Regions from separate parts of the Mus musculus genome. Here region 2 is linked to region 1. The links are chromatin contacts, called in public promoter capture Hi-C maps. All regions are on one chromosome and are shown on one strand. Each heading gives the region's core, a stretch centred on a gene start, on an enhancer-like site or on the middle of the called end of the contact. The rest is flanking DNA. Distances are from core to core; before and after follow the strand shown.

Region 1 (6,981 bases), core at 2,975-5,474:
TCTCTGTGCTTCCTTGAGATTTCCTGTTTGATTAGCCACACACTTGGGTGTTCAAGCTCCATGTGTCATTATTCACCATAAAAGGGACTGGGAAAGTAACCAGCCAGTTAAAACACAAAATGATGTAGTAACAAAAACAGCTGCATCTGAGAAGAAGGCCAAGGAGACAGTGGGGATCCAGGCAATCTGTAAATTTCAAAACCAAGACCCATTCAGTCAGGCATGGTTCACAGGCTGCTGACTGGGGCACTGGAGGCCCGTTTCATAACTGAAGCTCACCAGAGCCATGAATGAATCTGCTTTCCGTTACCTCTCAGCCACATCCTCGAGGCCGCCCCCACCCACAGTCGGCCTTAAGGGACTGAGACGGCTTCTCGGTCTCTTTCTCTCACAGAAAAGCCAATACCAACTAAAAGGCTTCCAGAAAAACGTTAACTTCCATTTTATTTCCCAATCTAAGAAACAGGTCCTCGGGCCCTTCCCTAAAGCAACCATGAAAGTCAAAGCAGGACAGATACAGACACAAGAACGGCAAGCACAGGCCGCCGCAAGTCCACATTCTCTAGACATCTGGAAGGTTTGTCTGTTTCCAGAGTCTCCCCTAGTCATGATCCACACCCACCACTGCCGTCTGGGCCAGCACAGCCCAGTTTTACACGGGATGTCATCAAAAACCAAAGCCTTCTCAAGATGACTACCAAACCAAGTGGTTCCCATGTCCACCACAGGTCAGTGCTAACTTCTATCTCGGCATGGGGTAAAAACCCTGACGACAGCAGTAAACATGCTTGAACTTCTAAAGTTGATAAAAGTAAACAAACTTTATCACAGCTGCATTACAGATGTTTCCATAAACTTTCATAATCTGTAAAATTCTAAGAATCTGTAATCTCTTGGGAAGTTTCTATTGCATGTGTTTATCTAAAATACTCACTATAAATTCCAACTCTGCATAGAAGTGATCTACAAAGTCAATCTGGGGCATGCGGTCTCCTGATCGCAACACTTTTCCCACGAAGTGGTCTTAAGGCATCTAACAAGCGTCATCAGTCCCCACCCCATAACCTTCATCCCAGCTTCTCCCCACATCCAACATGAACAACTGCAAGGAAAATTCTTAGGATGCTCGCTTGTATCAAATTATGATCTCATATTAAAACACAAGTCAAAAACTTAGCTGAGCGTGATGATGCACACCTTTAATCCCAGCACTCGGGAGGCAGAGGCAGGCCAATCTCCACGTGTTCAAGGCCAGCCTAACCTTCCCAATGAATTCCAAGCCAGCCAGTTACATGGTGTGACCCTGTCTTTAAAAAAACAAACATAGAACCTCAGGGGATGAAGAGAAGGTTCAGCAGCTATGAGCACTTGCTGCTCTGTCAAAGGACTCAGGTCCAGTTCCTAGCACCTACATCAAGCATCTTATTACTGTCTGTGACTCTGGTCCCAGGGGATTTAACACTGTCCTCTACCCTAGCCCCTAAAAGCATCAGGCTCACCAGTCACAGGTGAAGTCACTAGACCTATCAGACTATTTGATGTGATGAGCAGGAACACCTGAGAAACGCAGCTGAGCAGATTAACTACAAGCCTCAGGCAACCACACCACCATTAACTGTATGCATTACTGTGTACACATGCATGTGGTGGGTACACATGCCATGGTGTGTATATATACTTGTGCATGTCTGTAGGTCAGAGAACAGCTTTATGGGGTCAAGTCTCTCTTCCTACCCTTATACAAGTTCCAAGAATCAGACTCAGGTCCCTAGGCTGAATAAAGTCCCTTTATCCACTGAGCCATCTCACCAACCCCAATTTCCTTGGTATGAGTTTAAAATAAATTAAACTCGAATCCTTTTGTCAAAATATTTTTAACAGCTTAAACTTCCCTAAGGACTGTTGTTGAGTCTTGGGCTCCCACAGCTGCCTAAGGTAACTCTGAACTTCTGACCTCCATCCCACCTCCCAGGCATTGCATGGATATAGGCATGTATGACTATATATAGGATTTACCTATATTCTCTACAAACTCCATAATTTCATTATTACTACTCTAGTTAGCCACTATCTTGATCCATTTCCTGCTGCTATATTCAGACTGAGTAATTTAAAATAAACAGAAATTGACTTGGCTCAAGGTTCTGGAGGCTGAGACATCCCAAAGCCTGCTGGTACCTACCTGGTAAGGGTCTTCTTGTGGATTGTAACACAATGGAAGCATCCCACAGCAAGAGCATAAATAAACCAGGAGGATCCAAACTGACTTTCACAATAAACCCACAGCCATGCCAAAGACACTTAGAGCAGGTCTTCATAAATAACCACCCCTCTGTCAACACGAGAAGACTGGATCGGTGGCCGAGGCATGAACTTGGTACACATTTAAACCACAACAGCCACCTACTCTAAAAGTGTTCACCTCCCAGAAGCTAAGGTTCTAAATGTTGTAAGTTAAGGACACAAAACTGAAATTCCATGTCAATCAATAGTTTTACATTGCCAAGGAGCAATCTCGTATTCCTAAGATGGTCATAGAATTTAGAAATCTGCAGGCAAACTTTTTCCTGCCTTCAATTACAGTGTGAGCTGAAGGCGGGAAATTATTACTTCCTAGTGCCTGACAACGCATTCCGTGTTCTCCCTACACCCTTTCTTCTCCTGGAAAAGGTAGGACATTTTCATTCTCTTTGGAATCAATTGATAGAACACGCCAAGAACATATTTTACCAGTGGGAGGGGGAGGAGAGAGAAGCAGGGGTGGAGGCTTCTAAAACCAACACTCCCTCCCCCATCTCACCCTACTTCTGTGCAGCAAGGAGTGCCACCCCATCCCACAAGAAAAGAAACTCATCAAAGCCTTTAACAGTCCCCAGTGCTTCTTATGTGGTGGTGTAACCACATTCTCCACACAAGGACAGAAAGAAGGTAGGGGCTGAGGAGGTCGGTCTGTCTGTAAGGAAAGCAGAAAGGGCGGACAGAAACACGGAAATTCCTCAGGCAGCTCAAGCCTGGAGGGCTCTGGGTTGAAGTGTTTGGGTCTGGGTTGAGTTTGTTTGTTTGTCTGAATCTTCAATTCAGAGAAGTGAACTATGACAGGCCGAGGCACAAACCCACCACAAACACAAGTCTTCCAAGGCAATTATGGCCCGTTCTCAGAAATAAAGCCAAAAAAAAGAAAGAAAGAAAGAAAGAAAGAAAAAACCCACCAGTGACCTTCAAATGAACCTTAGCTCCAGAAAGATTAGCAAGTCGGAGGTTGATAGCTTGGCAAATTTGCATCAACAGAAATCAAAGTGAATGGTGGGGCTCTGGAGCCTGAAAGAAGGAACGGGTGACAAAGGAAAGTTCCTGGGGGTACAGAAGCTATCTCGCTAATCAGTCAATAAAAATGCACATTAGACCTACTCAGCAAACTTGAGGAATACACACACACACACAAAGCCACCATAGCAGGGTCAGAATTTACTGGGAGCAGAGGAGAAACAGACTAGAACTGGAGATCAACCAGGCCGCCTTGAAGCCTTATCTTTAGTGATGTCAGATAAAGGGAACAGTTGAACTGAGCTCAGCAATTCAGCAAGCAGAAAGGAATAGTGGCCGAGGTAGGAAATGAGATAAGGTGCATTCCCCCATATAATTGGAGTTTACTGACCACCCTTCAGAATAGTACATGGTATGCTTCCCCCTTTTCTATTAGGAGACACTGACAAAACCCAGGGCCTCATTCTGAAATTCAATACATTCCTTCAACATTCCAAAAGGCATAAGACTAAATATTACACGACTAGTTAAAGGACTCTGAACCTAAAAGTTGTCCCTTTAAGAGCGTTTCATTTAAAAATCAGTATAAAGCTCTCTTAAAAAAAAATCTGAAAACTAAAAATTCCAAATCCAGCTTTTTCCAGCAAAGTCAGAGACACGAGGCTTAGCTCTCTGATGGAGTCACTTGGTCCTTTGCCCAGGTGAAGGTCTCTACAGTTCGCTGTAGAGTTCATGTGCCAAGTCTGCTCTCAGGTGGCAGAGGGGCAGGGGCGTGACTGAAGCTTGTGAGCCCAGGATCCCACCGACACCCACCTGTGTGACCACAGGGAAGTCACAAGTCACCTCACCTCATTCCTCACAGAGGTATCGGCTCTTGAGGCCGCAGAACTCGGAGGCACCCAGCACAGGGCTCACGAATCTGCCTTCTTCACTTGCTCTTAGCCAGAATGACTAAGAGGCAAACCTCGCTTTCTTCTGCTAACCGGTTTCCAAGCTGAAACCATTCACGTTACTCCACGCAAGGTGAGCCACGCCTTCCTTCACAATTACCTGATTATTTTTAGAATTTTTGTTCTAGTTTGTGTTTAGAATATTGACGCTCAAACAATCCAGCCTTCCTGGAAGGTCCTTCATTCATGTCCATTAGCTGTTTTCAAAAGCCAATCAGCTTTTCCCGGCTGACTTGTCGCTCACCTCTCAAGTGATCTGCAGCACTCCCTAGCACTCTGAAAATCTCCACCGAGTCATTTTTCCTATGGATGGATGTTTCTGTCTTAACCCCTCAGACACATTACAGATTCCCTCAGTACCGGTACAGCAAGTGTCTTTGATATCCATTACATATTACAAAATCCTTAAAGGAAAAATTTTCTCCCTGGCTGCCATTTAAATAATGTCTTTGTTCAACAAATAGAATCTCAATGCAACAAGCTCAAGGCATAAGTGGGGGGAGGGGGAGAGACTCCTGACACAACTGGTAATATGTTAGCTTCACACACTTCTCCAAGAAAGCCACCCAATTCAAGCTTGAATGTATTGTACCTAGCAGACTCCACCACAAGTCACTCCCTAGTACAGGTTTAAAGGGACGAAGATTAAGTCATCACAGCAGAGAACACTTGCAGAACAATTCCTTTTCACCCTGGGAATCGGAAAGCACCTTATTTAGAAATAAATAACTAAATAAAGTAAATCCTTGACCTTATCACCAAACACACACATCCTTAGTCTGTAAACCTGGGACAACATCCACAAGCTTACAATTTTACATCAACCCGAACCACAGCTCGCTGCAGGGGACGCTCACCCTGCACAATCCTCGAAGAGCTCTGCTTCCAAGGCTGGCCTTCAGAACAGCTCCCCAAGAACTCACACAGGCTGGTAGGCAGCTAGAATGGGCTGGACCACTGGTTCTCAACAGATATTGGTTGGTAACCATTAATGCAAGTGACCTCCAGACAAAGAAAACAAAAACAAAGAAATAGCTCTTTTGCTTTCCGAAATCCTGTGCTTGCTAAAACTAATTCCATAAATAAGTTACCTATATATTATGCACATCTGTAATCTCAGCAGCTGGAAACTTGGGGAAGGAAGATTGCTTCAAAGTCAAGGCCATGGTGAGCTACATAGCTACATAGTGAGTTTGAGGCTAGCCTGGACTACATAGCAAGATCCTGTCTCAAAAAGGAAAAAAGAACAGAGGAAGGGAAGAAAGGAAGAAAAGAGGGGTGGAAGGGGGGAGGGAAGGAGGAAAAGAAGAAGGAAGGGAGGGAGGGAAAAAGAGGGAGAAAGAGAGGAGAGAGAGAAGAAATGAAAAACATGAAGACCTATTGTGAATCAAGTTTTCCACCAATTTTTCAGAACAAAAAGATGAGATTGAAAATAGGAGAAATATCTTAAAAAAAAAAATGGGTGAAATAAAACAATAATTCACTGTTGCCTTCAGCACAACAGGAAGGCTCCACAGCTGGAAAACAAAAAATAAACGGAGGGAGCTGAGAGACAGAAGCCCTCAAGTTTGAGAAGAAAACCAAGCGCATCCCTAGTTCACCTCCCAGCCTCGCCAGAGGTGCTCCTCCCACAAGAGATCTGAGCGTGCATTGTCCAAGAAAGAGATAGTGGCTTTATTTTATTTCATGAATATGTAGCTGCAGAGGGCACCAGACTGACTGGGTCCAGTTATTTTCGGCTGGCCCCTGGAAGGCCCCTGGAAGGCCTGGAAAGAGATGCCGATGGGACTTTAATAAGCTTTCTGGAGGCTTCTATTAAGCAAGCTGTCAATTTTAAGCCCAAATGAACAAGCATCTAACTTTATCATCTTACAGAAAGGAGCTTGCACGTCCCATAAGGGCCTGCTTACAGATCTCAGGTCAAGCCACCAAGACAGGGCAACAGAAATTTGGTGCACTGCCATCTTGTAACCTTACGTTGAAATTAACCATTTAAGGTAAGACAGGCTCATCCCTTATCTTTAAGTCTCAGGAATTTGGAGCAGTGAAAATAAACAAACAGCTCTGCTCTAAACTTTGACACTTCTCCCTAAAATCCAGAGGACAGCTGCCGGGCTGCCAATCAAGTCCAGCTGGAGATGAGACCCAGCAAAGCCAGGTTCTGTTCCACTTCCTGTTAGCGCTCAGCCTCTACTAGATGACTGTCCATCTGCCTGACCACCTCAATGCAGGACTACAGTCTGCTCAGCATCTACAGTTGTTCACTACCACACCAATAGCCCAGCCTGCTCATCTTCCTCTGTGCCTGCATGCTCATCTGTGCCCACCAACAACTCAATACACTACAACCAACACATACACCCCATACGTGAAAAGCAGACTCTTTCCTTCCAATGATCTCATAGTACAGGGAGCTTTCCAACAATAGACAGTGCATATGTATTTTTAGATAAAACTTGTTTATGGGGCTGAAGAGATGGCTCAGTGGTTGGAAGAGCACCAACTGCTCTTCCAGAGGTCTTGAGTTCAATTCCCAGCAACCACATGGTGGCTCACAACCATCTGTAATGGGATCTGATGCCCTCTTCTGGAGTGTCTGAAGACAGCGACAGATAAAATAAATAAAGACAGATATGGAGGTGGGTATGGTAGTTCACATCTGTAGTTTCAGGCTAACCTAGGCTACACAGTGAGTTCAGGTCAGCCTGGGCTACAGAGTGAGATCCTGCCTCAAAACACAAGATAAAATAAAATGACACAGTTCTTT
Region 2 (7,585 bases), core at 119-2,618, 430 kb after region 1:
TGAAAAGTGTGTGTTAGACGGCTTGGTGACATGCTCAAAAACAGCAAACACTTGTCTGCGGCAGATACTGCTCTAAATACTCGGCATATGTTAATTCCTGTAATTCCTGTAAGAATCCTATAACATTAAAGACATAGAAGCCAGAGCGTTTATGTGAATCACTCCAATAAATGTAAAGAGATACCAGTCAGCTGGAGCTGCATAGCAGCCAGCCCAGACCACTCACACATTGCAGATAGGAGAAGGTCAACCTTCTACTGGTACAACGTTACAGCACTGGCTTCTACCCAAGTTCCCAGAAGGGTTTGGTAAGCTAAGTGCGAGTCTGGATGTGAGCCGGAAGTCTGATGTTCTTTTTGGTCAAAGGAAGGATCGAGGATACCACAGTGGGAAGTGGTTCAGGAGGAAGAGGGAAAATGCCCTTACATTTGCGTTGGCCGTTTGTTTCCTCTCCGTGTATCCAGTCCAGGTTTCCCACTCACTCCTGTGCCTGCTGTCTACCCTTGGTAAATTATTCCTTCAAAGTTTAAATCCCACCCAGAAGAGATCTTTGGTTCAAGATGGTCCAAGGGAAGTCATGGTTCCTGTCTTAGACTCTCCTGTCATACAGATCTGTCCTCCTCCATGCAGATCTGTCCCAGCATTTGTCCCTCCCCAAAGCAGACAGCTGGTACCAGGTGCCCCTCCCCCCATGCTCACGTGATGTGACAGCTAAAGAATTACTGTGTTTTCTTCACAAGGGGGACTTATACTTCCTGCCCTGGCCTTGATCCAGAGTTGAGTTTTCTGGTGGAATCTGATGGATGCCTTCCTCTGTTAATTACTGGGTCTCTCATCCTTTATGTGTTTATAGTTTAGGATTTTATTATAGGCACATTTTGTATTATAAGTGGCCTCAAATCATTTTTAGAATTGGGCTTTGGAAATCATAAAAAATAAATAAAAAGTAACAAACCAGCGCGCCAGCCTTACCTCTTACAAATCGGTTAGATCTTCAACGACTCCGGGGTCTGCTCTGGGTTGTTTAAAGCTCTTCTCTAGGGAGAAGGTTCCAGGATGCGGGAAATGAAACTTAGCTTTTCAAAACGACCCATTCGGACTAGCTGGTTCTTGTAAGCGGAACCTATTCTCCAACATATCAACTGTGGCTCAACTCTAAATATGAGGGAACACACATACGGGTGAGCAAGACGGCCCTGGCAGCTCCGCTCAGCGGCGGTATGAATTACTTCCCCCAGACACAAACAACCCCATGGAAATCGGCAACAATTAGAGTAGCCATCCCATGACCTTGGGGGAACAAGACACAAACAAGGGAACTGAATGAAGACCAAAAGTAGCTGAACGTCGCCCTCTGCTGGCTAATCTGAGTGATTTCTGCTTTCTGTGGCAAAGCTCCTCTTTGTTCTGTCTGGTTCCTAGAAAACAACAGTGAAAGTGTCCTTCGCGGAATTTCTCTTGCTTCCGAACAGCATCCAGTTGCGCACGAGTCTTTGTTTCCTCGCACCCCAGATCATTCCTGCCACCCCAAGCCTGTCAGGATCACGTATGTAAGCAAGGCTCAGAGGTTTCTGGGCGGAGTTCTTATTTGTTTATGACAGGCAAGCTTCCTGAACACAAGCTAGCTGCTCTGGGTGGGGCGGAGAGCCAGTGTTCTCTAGGAGTCTTTGTCACTTCGTCTGCTCAGGACAAACTAATGTCACCTGCTCTGGGCTGGCACTGGGTGCCTAATTCTAACAGTCTAGGTTAAAGGTAACAGTGTAGGCACTCCAATTAGTAACCCTTCGATGACTCATACGTGACTTGTGGCTCAGGTGGCCGTCAAAAACAGAACAGCTTTAGAGTGCCAGCTCAGAGCTGTGGTGGTCGGACAGCTGGTTAGTTTTTCTCAACTAGATACAAACTGGAAGTCACCTGGAAGAGGGAACCTTAACTGGGGAATTGTCCCCACTAGCTGGGCCTGTTAGCATGTTCCTGGGGGGCATTTTCTTGATTAATAATCAATGTGGGTGGTGTCACCTCTGAGCAGGTGGTCCTCAGTTATAGAAGGAAAACAAGCTGAACAGGCCACGGGGAAAGTCAGTAAACCCCATCCTCCCATAACTCATAAAGGAAACACTTTACTGACTGCCTGCGTCTCAGGGACTCCCATCCCAGTACTCTAACGGCCCCTCCACATCTGCTTAACTCTTCCCTGTGGGGTTTTCATCATAAGATACAGCACAAGATGCAGTTGTTTGGTTCCCCATCTGGCTTCAATGATAACGAAGGCAGGAGCGTCCTTCTCTGTGATGTAGCCCAGTTTCCAAAGCACAGCAAGCTACTTACCCGCTTTGTTCCCTGGATTCTCTAGCTGTAAAGTGGGGGTGAAAAGCAGTAGCTATCACAAGATTTGCATCCCTGGGTTGGTATTTGTGAAGTGCTCAGAACAGTTCCTGAAGTACACTCAAGAGCTATACAAATGTTTTCTGTCCTTAGCATAACTGCTGCCACACCACCACCACCACCACCACCATAATCCTTGTTACTATTATCTGTTCAGGTAGCAAAATAGCACACAGGAAGACAGACCAGAAACGGCGGGATATATCGAGGCACCCACGAAGCCCATAGGAATAGGGACTGCCAGGGACTACTTCATACCTAGAAATCTTATTATACGCCTTTTCTTTTAAATGTACTTAGAGACTCAGCAGGCAAAGGTGCTTGCCAGACAAGCCCGGTGACCTGAGTTTGAGCCCTGGAAGGGTGTACAGGAAGAAGCAGAGAACTGACACCCAAAGTTGTCTTCTGACCTCCATCAGCCTGCCCAAACACACACAGCATGTAATGCACACACACACACACACACACACACACACACACACACACACACACACACACACACACACACACATTCCTTCTCTGCATCAGGAGCAAGCTCTGCCCAGAGCTTTGGAATTTTGTAGTAAGCTACTGTAGTCCAAGCAGCACTTACAGTCATCACTGGCAAAAGACTCTCTGCCTGCCATGTATTAGCTGTGGGATGGTTTGACTATGTGTGATGGTTTGTATATCCTTGGACCAGGGAGTGGCACCATCTGGAGATGTGGCCTTGTTGGAATAGGTGTGACCTGGTTGGAATAGGTGTGTCACTGTGGGTGTGGGCATAAGATCCTCACCCTAGTTGCCTGGAAGTCAGTCTTCCACTAGCAGCCTTTGGATGAAGATGTAGAACTCTCAGATCTGCCTGCACCATGCCTGCCTGGATACTGCCATGCTCCCACCTTGATGATAATGGACTGAACCTCTGAATCTGTAAGCCAGCCCCAATTAAATGTTGTTTTATTAAGACTTGCCTTGGTCATGGTGTCTGTTCACAGCAGTAAAACCCTAACTAAGACACTATGTTTACCCCACAGAGTGGCACTATTAGGAGGTGAGGCCTTGTTGGAGTAGGTGTGTCACTGTGGGCATGGGATTTAAGACCCTCATCCTAGCTACCTGAGAGCAAGTCTTTTCCTAGCAGCCTGAAGATAAAGATGTAGAATTCTCGACTCTTCCTGCACCATGCCTGCCTGGACACTGCCATGCTCCCACCTTGATGATAATGGACTGAATCTCTGAACCTGTAAGCCAGTCCTAATTAAATGTCCTTATAAGACTTGCCTTGGTCATGGTGTGTGTTCACAGCAGTAAATTCTAAGACAAGATGGCTACATAGTAGATTGTGCGTTCATTTCCTTGTTTCCTTCCAAGAACACAGGCGACTTGTGATAACAGAGAAGGCACAAGCCTATCATATCTGTCCTCTGAGGTCAGGGGACAGCCCTTGTCTTCCTCCAGGAGGTGAAGATTGCTCAGGCTGTGCCCGGATTGACGCTGCACCCATGACTTCTGTTCTTCCGTTTTCTCACTCCTTTCTTGGCTCCTCCCTGATGGCTCAGCGACTCACCACAAGGAAGCATTTTCTGTAGGGGTTGTTGCAGCCAAAGGAATGCCTGCTGAGAAGAGGAGTAGAAGGTAGGCTAGAGGAGAGCTGGCTGTGGAGGTGTTCCTTGCCTAATCTCTCTCAGCCTGGGTCGGGGCAAGGATGAAGAGGTCTGGAGGACTGGGGAGCTGGGACTGATAGCAACTTGGCTGTGTCCCTGTGCTCCTAAGCGCTTCCACGGGTGCTGTCACGGTTCTTACACTGTTTATTTATGTCCTCTGCTTCTGGCGCAGCTCTGAACCGAGGAAGGAGAAAATGAAAGTGAGCTCGGGCTTGTTTGCTGCAGGGCTCTGTTCTGGAGTGGGCTTTTCCCTCCCATATCAGAGTCCCCTGATTTTCTTCCCTCCTCTGTTCTTTTCATTACACCAACTCACCTCACAGCCAGTGGCAGTTAGGACCCATTACACAAATGCTTTGGACAACAACTTTGGTGCTTCGTATTCAGAATATACTGCAGATGTAGATCTCAGAGAATGAGGTTTTGCACAGTTTGTAGCAGATACAGCTATTTAGATGTTCAGGTTAACAAGGGGTGCCTGATGAGTGAACCTGGAGCTAAGTGAGGCCCCTGGGCTAAATGGCACTCCCTGCAGTGGTGAGTGGGTGTGGGGGGAGTATTTGCTATATTCCCTAAGACACTGTCTGCAATGGCCCTGTTTACTGTTGTCCTCCGATGAGGAAACAAAATTGTGAGTCAGCCATTTATGAATGTGCAATGAGGAAGTGACAGCCAAAAGTTGCATTCCCAGAAACTCAAAGCTGAGTTCGTACTTCAACTTTCTTTTTTCAACCGCACTGCTTCAATAAAAACTCGCAGGGGGACGGAGAGAACGAACAGAAAGAACAGTGTGTGGGGGTGACCAGCCTCACCTGGGATAAAGTCAGATGGACCAAGATTACCAGAAGGTGCCAATTACTAGGTAAGTACCATTATAGAATATTGGAGAAAGAAACAGTTAGTTTTCGTGACATTTCGTGACATTTCGTGAAATTTTAGGACGTCTAGTATAAGAAATCTGTAATAGGAAAACTAGATAAAAATGAGCTACATTTCCCACAGCATCAGCGTCATTCAGAATGGTTTTCATTCTTAAACTATCATTTCAAACATGAAAATATTTAAGATCAGAAGATTGAAATAAGCATGTATGTGTGTCACTTAGCCTGAGCCCAGCCTGGAGAGAAATCTGTACACGTGTACTAAATATAATACGGTATGGTATAAATATGGATGACAGGGATAGTGGGGCAAGACAGCTCTGCTACCTGCTGTTGAACTCAAACTGAAGGCGATCGGTCCTCCAGCTGCTTTGTGAAGAGGGAGCCAATACCAAGTGTGGGATCTTGTTGGGGTACACATAGACTAAACATGTAGTAGTTGTTTTGGGGGGTGGGGGTCCGTGGAGCAATAATTTCCTCATTTTAATTTTACCTTTATTCATAGTCTACATTTTGTGCATTTTATACCTCTAAGAACTTATTAATTAAGCAAGTAAATGTGTTTAGAAAGACTCCAAATGGGTAAAGCTGAGTTCTGAGCCAGGTGATTTTTTTTTTCTTCCTGTCTGAAATGACAAAGCTCCCTTCTTTATTCGTGTACTGATGAGATGTCAGAAGACAGAACATAATCAGCCCAATCCCTACTCCAAGACTCTCATTGTGTCCCAAAGAAACACACGTGTGCATTTCCCAAGGAAAAGGCATTGAGGACCATGGAGACCCCGGATTATAACACACCTCAGGGTGGAACCCCATCAGCGGGAAGTCAGAGGACCGTTGTCGAAGATGATTCTTCGTTGATCAAAGCTGTTCAGAAGGGAGATGTTGTCAGGGTCCAGCAATTGTTAGAAAAAGGGGCTGATGCCAATGCCTGTGAAGACACCTGGGGCTGGACACCTTTGCACAACGCAGTGCAAGCTGGCAGGGTAGACATTGTGAACCTCCTGCTTAGTCATGGTGCTGACCCTCATCGGAGGAAGAAGAATGGGGCCACCCCCTTCATCATTGCTGGGATCCAGGGAGATGTGAAACTGCTCGAGATTCTCCTCTCTTGTGGTGCAGACGTCAATGAGTGTGACGAGAACGGATTCACGGCTTTCATGGAAGCTGCTGAGCGTGGTAACGCTGAAGCCTTAAGATTCCTTTTTGCTAAGGGAGCCAATGTGAATTTGCGACGACAGACAACGAAGGACAAAAGGCGATTGAAGCAAGGAGGCGCCACAGCTCTCATGAGCGCTGCTGAGAAGGGCCACCTGGAAGTCCTGAGAATTCTCCTCAATGACATGAAGGCAGAAGTCGATGCTCGGGACAACATGGGCAGAAATGCCCTGATCCGTACTCTGCTGAACTGGGATTGTGAAAATGTGGAGGAGATTACTTCAATCCTGATTCAGCACGGGGCTGATGTTAACGTGAGAGGAGAAAGAGGGAAAACACCCCTCATCGCAGCAGTGGAGAGGAAGCACACAGGCTTGGTGCAGATGCTCCTGAGTCGGGAAGGCATAAACATAGATGCCAGGGATAACGAGGGCAAGACAGCTCTGCTAATTGCTGTTGATAAACAACTGAAGGAAATTGTCCAGTTGCTTCTTGAAAAGGGAGCTGATAAGTGTGACGATCTTGTTTGGATAGCCAGGAGGAATCATGACTATCACCTTGTAAAGCTTCTCCTCCCTTATGTAGCTAATCCTGACACCGACCCTCCTGCTGGAGACTGGTCGCCTCACAGTTCACGTTGGGGGACAGCCTTGAAAAGCCTCCACAGTATGACTCGACCCATGATTGGCAAACTCAAGATCTTCATTCATGATGACTATAAAATTGCTGGCACTTCCGAAGGGGCTGTCTACCTAGGGATCTATGACAATCGAGAAGTGGCTGTGAAGGTCTTCCGTGAGAATAGCCCACGTGGATGTAAGGAAGTCTCTTGTCTGCGGGACTGCGGTGACCACAGTAACTTAGTGGCTTTCTATGGAAGAGAGGACGATAAGGGCTGTTTATATGTGTGTGTGTCCCTGTGTGAGTGGACACTGGAAGAGTTCCTGAGGTTGCCCAGAGAGGAACCTGTGGAGAACGGGGAAGATAAGTTTGCCCACAGCATCCTATTATCTATATTTGAGGGTGTTCAAAAACTACACTTGCATGGATATTCCCATCAGGACCTGCAACCACAAAACATCTTAATAGGTGAGGCCCTGTGACAGTCTTGTATGTGTGACTGTGATAGAGCATCACAGACTAAGAGATTTGTAATGAGTGCAGATTTATTTCTGGTAGCCATGGAGATTAGCAGGGGGTCACCTCTGCAGGCTAAATTCCTGACTTCTTTAGCTCTTATTCCCAACTTCTATCATTCCCTCATTCCTCTTTCTGGGGACTCAGTAGCTTCTTTAAAAAGGAAGAAGGTCCTGAAGGGGGCCGGAGAGTGGCTCAGAACCAGCACATCTCTGACCCATGATGGTGGCCTAAAGTATCAGAGTAGCTTGGGCTTAACTGAACAGAAGTCAAGGCCAAGACATCCTTAAACTGAGAATCTTGTTAGTTAGCCATAGGATAGAACCTGAACTATGGCCACCAGCCCCTTTACAGTGCTGTGCCCTGGGAGCTGGGGGAGTG

What was found. Promoter capture Hi-C pulls out the DNA fragments that hold promoters and counts their contacts.
Region 2: a contact with region 1 is called in a promoter capture Hi-C map of the HPC-7 cell line, with 4 times the contacts expected there. The contact joins the promoter of Rnasel here to the enhancer-like site in region 1. A contact is called at or near these places in 1 of 39 promoter capture datasets (the HPC-7 cell line), 3 of 484 Hi-C or Micro-C datasets (the G1E-ER4 cell line, embryonic stem cells and forebrain), 3 of 115 datasets of contacts at active chromatin or transcription factors (effector CD8 T cells, memory CD8 T cells and pancreatic cancer cells) and 1 of 9 other capture datasets (adipose tissue).

The regions. Positions count from the first base shown.
Region 1 is chr1:153,317,452-153,324,432 of GRCm38.p6, forward strand. The region is part of intron 1 of Lamc1 (laminin, gamma 1); the gene reads right to left. Among named protein-coding and RNA genes, the nearest start is that of Lamc1, 12 kb to the right of the region's middle. Within about 2 kb of position 4,225, at least 53 of the 459 cell types and tissues checked have an H3K27ac peak or open chromatin away from gene starts, as enhancers often do. A contact at or near this core is called in the G1E-ER4 cell line, the HPC-7 cell line, effector CD8 T cells and 1 more, where this site is marked.
Region 2 is chr1:153,748,058-153,755,642 of GRCm38.p6, forward strand. Rnasel (ribonuclease L (2', 5'-oligoisoadenylate synthetase-dependent)) reads left to right here and starts at 1,369. Exons shown (of 9, transcript NM_011882.2): 1 at 1,369-1,550; 2 at 3,802-4,002; 3 at 4,788-4,890; 4 at 5,550-7,156. The coding sequence starts at 5,683.